2 separate regions of the Gossypium hirsutum genome follow, and region 2 is linked to region 1. The links are chromatin contacts, called in public Hi-C maps. All regions are on one chromosome and are shown on one strand. The core of a region is the stretch at or near the end of the contact, and the rest is flanking DNA. Distances in the headings are between cores, read along the strand shown. Region 1 holds the start of LOC107946426 (alpha-xylosidase 1). Region 2 has its middle 16 kb from the start of LOC107946428.

Region 1 (2,957 bases), core at 331-2,830:
ACTCTATGAAAAATGAAAGTGAAATATAAATAGTTAGATTAATGGGGCAGTGCTGGGGCGGTAGCCCAGTTTAGGCCACAACTGACGTAATGTTGGGCTTCATTTTCACTGAAATCTAGGCCTTCCAAGATACGCCGCTTCAATCGCCTCACATATCCTTTGCTTCTTTTCAGTGCTTAGAGTTCCGAGGTGTGAGTCGAAAACGCCAGAGAACAAACTTAAGGAGATGAAGCAATGACAGTATCATAATCCAATTGGAAAGGGGCAGTGAAGTTAAAATTAAAGTTGGGGGTTATATTACAAATATTTTAATCATATATTAATTTCTCCATGTAATGACAGTGCCGTATATCTAATTTACGAGGCAAACAAGAGTGGGATCCCAAGATACTGGATTTAACTTCATTTTCCAGTGCTTTTCCCCCTACAATCTCTTAATCTTCTTACAAGATTCACCATGTTGTTCCCAATTCTCGATTATCATAAAATTAAAATGCTTGTTATCTTTATTCTAACGGATTATATAGTTAAGTATAGATGCAAAATGTCTAATATTTGAAAGACATACTAAATAATTAGAAAGAGAAAAAGCGTCCATTCATCCTTCATAAACCCATGCCCATGCCCTTGAAAAGACAAAATAGAATCAGATTACAGTGATAATGTGGACATACTTGGGGTACGTAATGACATGATTTAAGGGTCACGAGCCCTTATCGGTTACTACAATACCAATTTTTCTTCTTGCATCCTTACTCATTTGTCATCAAAGTACAATAACAAGAACAATATCAATGAATTTGTTGATTCAAGAAATTGGGACCACCTCCTTATAATTTAATCTTCCCAATATTTTTCTTGAGGATAACTTCTTCTAGGACTGAAATGATGCCTATTTTTCAATGGACATTTTAATATATAAATGCTTGAATTGTTTGACCCTTATGCTTAAGAAAACACTGCCACCGACTTCATAATCTTTATTAAAATAAAATTTAAGTTTAGCATATTAGCTATGGATAACTAATATACAAGCAAGAAAGCAGGGGTTTTTAACCCTCCTAACTTGTGGTTGTTTTAATTGTAAATTAGATGAAGATGTTTCTTCATCCTCATTTAATATTAGTAAATAGGTTTCAACAGCAAGATTCCTATCTATGAATACCTGATTTATGAGCGTAGAAGAAAAGGTGTTTCCTTTCCCCCTTCTTTTTATAAAATATATTTGATCTCTCAGGAACTGAACAAACTTGAAAGCCCATCTATGACCATGGATTGCATTGGATTCTAGCTACTCCAACTCTATCACCATTTCTCTACTAATTGTAACATATCATGATTTTGCTTGGGGGTGTTACTGAGACCAGTAAAGCAGAATATAACAAAGATATCTCCATGTCTTCATTTGATGAATCTACGACATTATCAACCAAAGTCGTTGATAGAAATGGGACCACTCTTGGTTGAAAAAAGATTTTATGATCAAAACAGGGAGAGGCATCTGGTCCACAGACCATCATCATCACGTGTCTAAGACCACCCTATTCATGCATCAAACGACTGCCACTTCTTTCATTCAGTGACTCCTATTCCTATGTAGTCCTTTTTAACACTCTTTGCTCCTCACTCTTCTCTTTGCTCTCTGCTTTGTTTGAGTAATGTTCTCTCCAACTTACCTACTTTCTTCGAGTTCCCTCTACGTTCTTCTGGTTTTATTATCATGTTTCTATGGAGGGTTTTCATCTGCCCCCACTAAGATTGGAAAAGGGTACCGTTTGATCTCAGCTGAAGAGACCCCTGATGGTGGCTTTCTGGGTCACCTTCAGGTCAAGCAAAAGAACAACATATATGGTCCTGATATTCCTCTCTTGCAACTCTATGTCAAGTAAGTTACCAGTCTAGTTTTACTCTTAATCTTTGCCTCTTTTGCATTTACATTCCTCTTAATAAAAAATTTCTTCCTTTTTTTTCCCTTCTTCTAAAGGCATGAGACGGAAGATCGTTTGAGGGTACACATAACAGATGCTGAGAAGCAGAGATGGGAAGTTCCGTACAATCTTTTACCAAGGGAACAACCACCCGCATTGAAGCAAACGATTGGGAGATCAAGAAAGAACCCTTTAACAGTGTCGGAGCTTGCAGGGTCTGAGCTCATATTCAGCTTCATAGCCGACCCTTTTAGCTTTGCGGTGAAAAGGAAATCAAATGGGCAGACCCTTTTCAATTCCAGCTCTGGAGGGTCGGACTCATTCGGAGAAATGGTGTTTAAGGATCAGTACTTGGAGATATCCACACAGTTGCCTAAAGATGCTTCACTGTATGGACTTGGAGAGAACACTCAACCGCATGGCATCAAGCTGTATCCCAATGACCCTTACACATTGTACACAACCGATGTGTCAGCTATTAACCTCAACACTGATTTGTACGGATCCCACCCTGTTTACATGGACTTGAGGAATGTGGGTGGTCAGCCATTTGCACATGCTGTTCTCTTGTTGAACAGCAATGGCATGGATGTGTTTTACAGAGGGAATTCATTGACGTATAAGATAATAGGTGGTGTTTTTGACTTTTACTTCTTTTCCGGGCCCACTCCCCTTGGCTTTGTTGATCAGTACACCTCTTTTATCGGCAGGCCCGCTCCCATGCCTTACTGGTCTCTAGGTATGCTTTCGTTTTCTCACTTGCATTGCATTACGTTTAACGTTTTCATATTTTGTTCAAGTATTTGTTTATGTTCTTCACTGTGGATATTATGTTGGGTTTAACACAAAAAGGTCTCAAGCTAAATCTAATGGCATTGACTCAAAAACAATCTTTTATGATATGACCAATATTTCCTTTTTTATATGGGAAAGGTTAGATTTTGATGATAAATGTAGCATTAAATAAATCCATAATTTTGAATCATAATACGGCAATATGTGGGTGTAAGACAACACGACAGATTTTAA
Region 2 (2,957 bases), core at 130-2,629, 83 kb before region 1:
ATAAATAAAATGTTTATATAACATATTGATAATAAATAAATATAACCAAATCAAACATTTTATATTAAAAAACTATTTAATGAACGTAAAGATTTTTAGAATATTTATATTAATTTTTTAAAAATCGACAAACCTAGTATGTACCTGTGTCTATAAAAAAACTAACAATACAGATAAAAAAATTGGTACGTTACTGAGTTCCTTATTCGAAGCAAAGACATCTCACATTGTCCAAATCTAAATTTAAGGCAGATAAAGTATTACAATTTACCCATTCAGAAGAGATTCGGCACGGCACCACCCAACACACAGGACCATGCCCCAATTACCACATAATTATACTCTTGTTTCTAATCTTTCACTATCTCAAATATGTAAGATTTGCGCCTATCTCCACTGCAACTCATTTTTTACAGCACACGTGAGACCTAATTTGTGCAAAATAAGAAAAAAAAATCAATTTTCATCACTATTCCCACTTTAGCAACAAAATCAATTGATTTATACCGTGTTTGGTCAAGGCTCGCAAGCATCTTTCAGTTCAAATTTCTACTCCACATTGTATGTTATAACTTCCTTTAATAAAAAAAATTCTAACACAAACCCCAACAAGAGCTAAAAAAAATTTACAAATCGGCTACGACTACCTAGCGTATAGCTTGGTTTGCTATCTTTCTTCTCTCTTGTTTTTTTGGATTTTAAGTTTGGATTTTTACTCCACCGACAAAGTTTCAAATAGCCATAGCTGACCAGAAATATCAGAGGAATCGTAATAGACATCGGAATACTTCAATAGTCCATCATATACAACGGTGCCATCATTGAAATTATCAACGAATCCAAACTCGAAAGAATCATAGTTAGGGTTCTATTCCTCGAACCCATACGAATCATCGATTCCCGAGGAGTTTGAGTCAACTCGCACAAAATCGGTCACTTCGGACCTTCCCTTAGTATCAGTTGTGGGAGCCGTTTGGGAAGGCAGACCAGGTTCATCATCTGAAACCTCAAGAAGGTAACCAAGATTTGGTTGTAAGTCACCGAAATCTGAAGTGAGATCCACAATCGGCATAGATTCCGTCGAAGTCACGGGATGACTTCCATTTCTTCTTTAAAACTCTTCATTACAGATGCAAGGTCATGATTAAGAGGCAAGGAATCTGAATCATTAAGAAATAAATCATCTCTGAGTCTCTTCACATCATCCCTAGCCCACTTCTTGCTATTTAACTCATCCATTAAAATGGAAAAAAGAATAGAATGAGGTTTAGGTGGTAGAGAGAGTTAGGAATAAAGCAACGTGAAGGAGGGAGATTGAGGTGGAGAGAGAGGGGTGGGGGACAGGAGGTTATATAATGAGACCGAAGTAGAGAAAAAAAGGCAGGGAGAGTTAGGGATGATAGAGATGCAAGCGCATGGGGAAGCAAATTCATAAGTCATCACGGGGCTCTTACTTTTTCCTTTTTTTTTTTAATTTATCGGGGGATTTACTAATTAGCCAAGTCCAGTTTCCAATTTGGAATCTATTAAATGGATTTGAAGTCCATGCTTGAGATCCGGTCAAATGGGACCCAGAATCCTTGTAACACCTTTTACCTATATTCGTCGTCAGAATAGGGTACGAGGCATTACCGGAGTTTTTTGAATTAATTTTTTCGTTATTACGAATCAAATACATAGATATCAAACCAAATCAACCAATCCAATTCAACATATTTTCAAGATAGATTTACGCATATCCCTCATCACATACCAAAACTAGGATTTGATAACCATACCAATGGCTAACTTTACATTCATTTTACATTAACATTCACTTTATCAACTTATACACGCCATTGATTCCAAAATAAAGTTTCTTGATATACCAAAATGTTGAAGTTGATATTGTGATGTGTCTCCGACCGAATTCGACCTCCGAGCTCTAATACTATGAATCAGGGAAAAAGGAAACAGGGTAAGCACGTTGTGCTTAGTAAGCTCATGTAACAAGAATTATACTTACCTAATATTTTTAATACAATACAATAAATATTCATACATCCATTCAATTTACCATTTACCTATCACACAAAAACTCAACCAAAACATTAATCAGATAACATTATATGAGTTCAATACAAATATTAATGATTGATGAGCTCATCAATTCCATGTTTTCTATTACCCTTATTATTTCACATATTTATCCCATTAAATTTCTTAAAATTTCGATGGATTTTCAGAGGTACGCTTTTAGCGTACTATTCCGGGTCTATAAATTCATATTCATTGCGCACATTTCCATTTCAAAGAGCACACTCCCGCGAACCTCATCCTTACAGCGGGATTACCAGTCTAGGCTAAATCTCCTATAATATAAACTTATAGAGTGTTGTCAGGATTAACAGTCCATGCTAAATTCCCTGCAACGACAATTTACTCTAATGAGCTTGGATCTGAATTACTAGTCCAAGCTAAATTCAGACCCTAATTTGGATTGCTCGTCCAAGCTAAATCCATTTTACATATATTCTTCGGGAGGGCTATATCAGGATAGGATCACCCGTCCGGGCTAGATCTTTTTTTTTTACCGTCAATTCCTTTTTAAAGATCCATCGAATTTTCCTTTCATTCAACCGAGATTTCTTCCCATTTTTATCAAATATATCAATGTCACATCAATTTTCATACAATGAACATTTAAATCATATTCACATTAATAACATACATTTCAAGCATTTAAGAATATAATTTAGGTTACACGAATTTACCTTGATACTTGTTCGTTTACAAAAATCTACTAATCCCGAAATTTTTCCTCTCCTCGATCTAGCTTCATATTTGAATTTTCTGGATCTAAATAAAAAATTTAATCATTAATTTAATACATTTCATGTTCATATGTAACATTCTCTATAATTCCACTATTATTTATAGTTCACTCAAAGCTGTCTACTTGAGTCGTAGTCACTAAA

What was found. A called contact is a pair of places that touch in the nucleus more often than the background predicts.
Region 2: a Hi-C map of leaf shows a contact between it and region 1, with 4 times the contacts expected there. The contact joins the enhancer-like site here to the promoter of LOC107946426 in region 1. A contact is called at or near these places in 16 of 34 Hi-C or Micro-C datasets (fibers, hypocotyl, leaf and 2 more).

What each region holds. Positions count from the first base shown.
Region 1 is chrD12:51,113,829-51,116,785 of Gossypium_hirsutum_v2.1, reverse strand. LOC107946426 (alpha-xylosidase 1) reads left to right here and starts at 1,580. Exons shown (of 3, transcript XM_016880747.2): 1 at 1,580-1,885; 2 at 1,985-2,667. The coding sequence starts at 1,659.
Region 2 is chrD12:51,196,688-51,199,644 of Gossypium_hirsutum_v2.1, reverse strand. No RefSeq gene overlaps it. Among protein-coding and RNA genes, the nearest start is that of LOC107946428, 16 kb to the left of the region's middle. Within about 2 kb of position 1,379, at least 9 of the 9 cell types and tissues checked have an H3K27ac peak or open chromatin away from gene starts, as enhancers often do. A contact at or near this core is called in fibers, hypocotyl, leaf and 1 more, where this site is marked.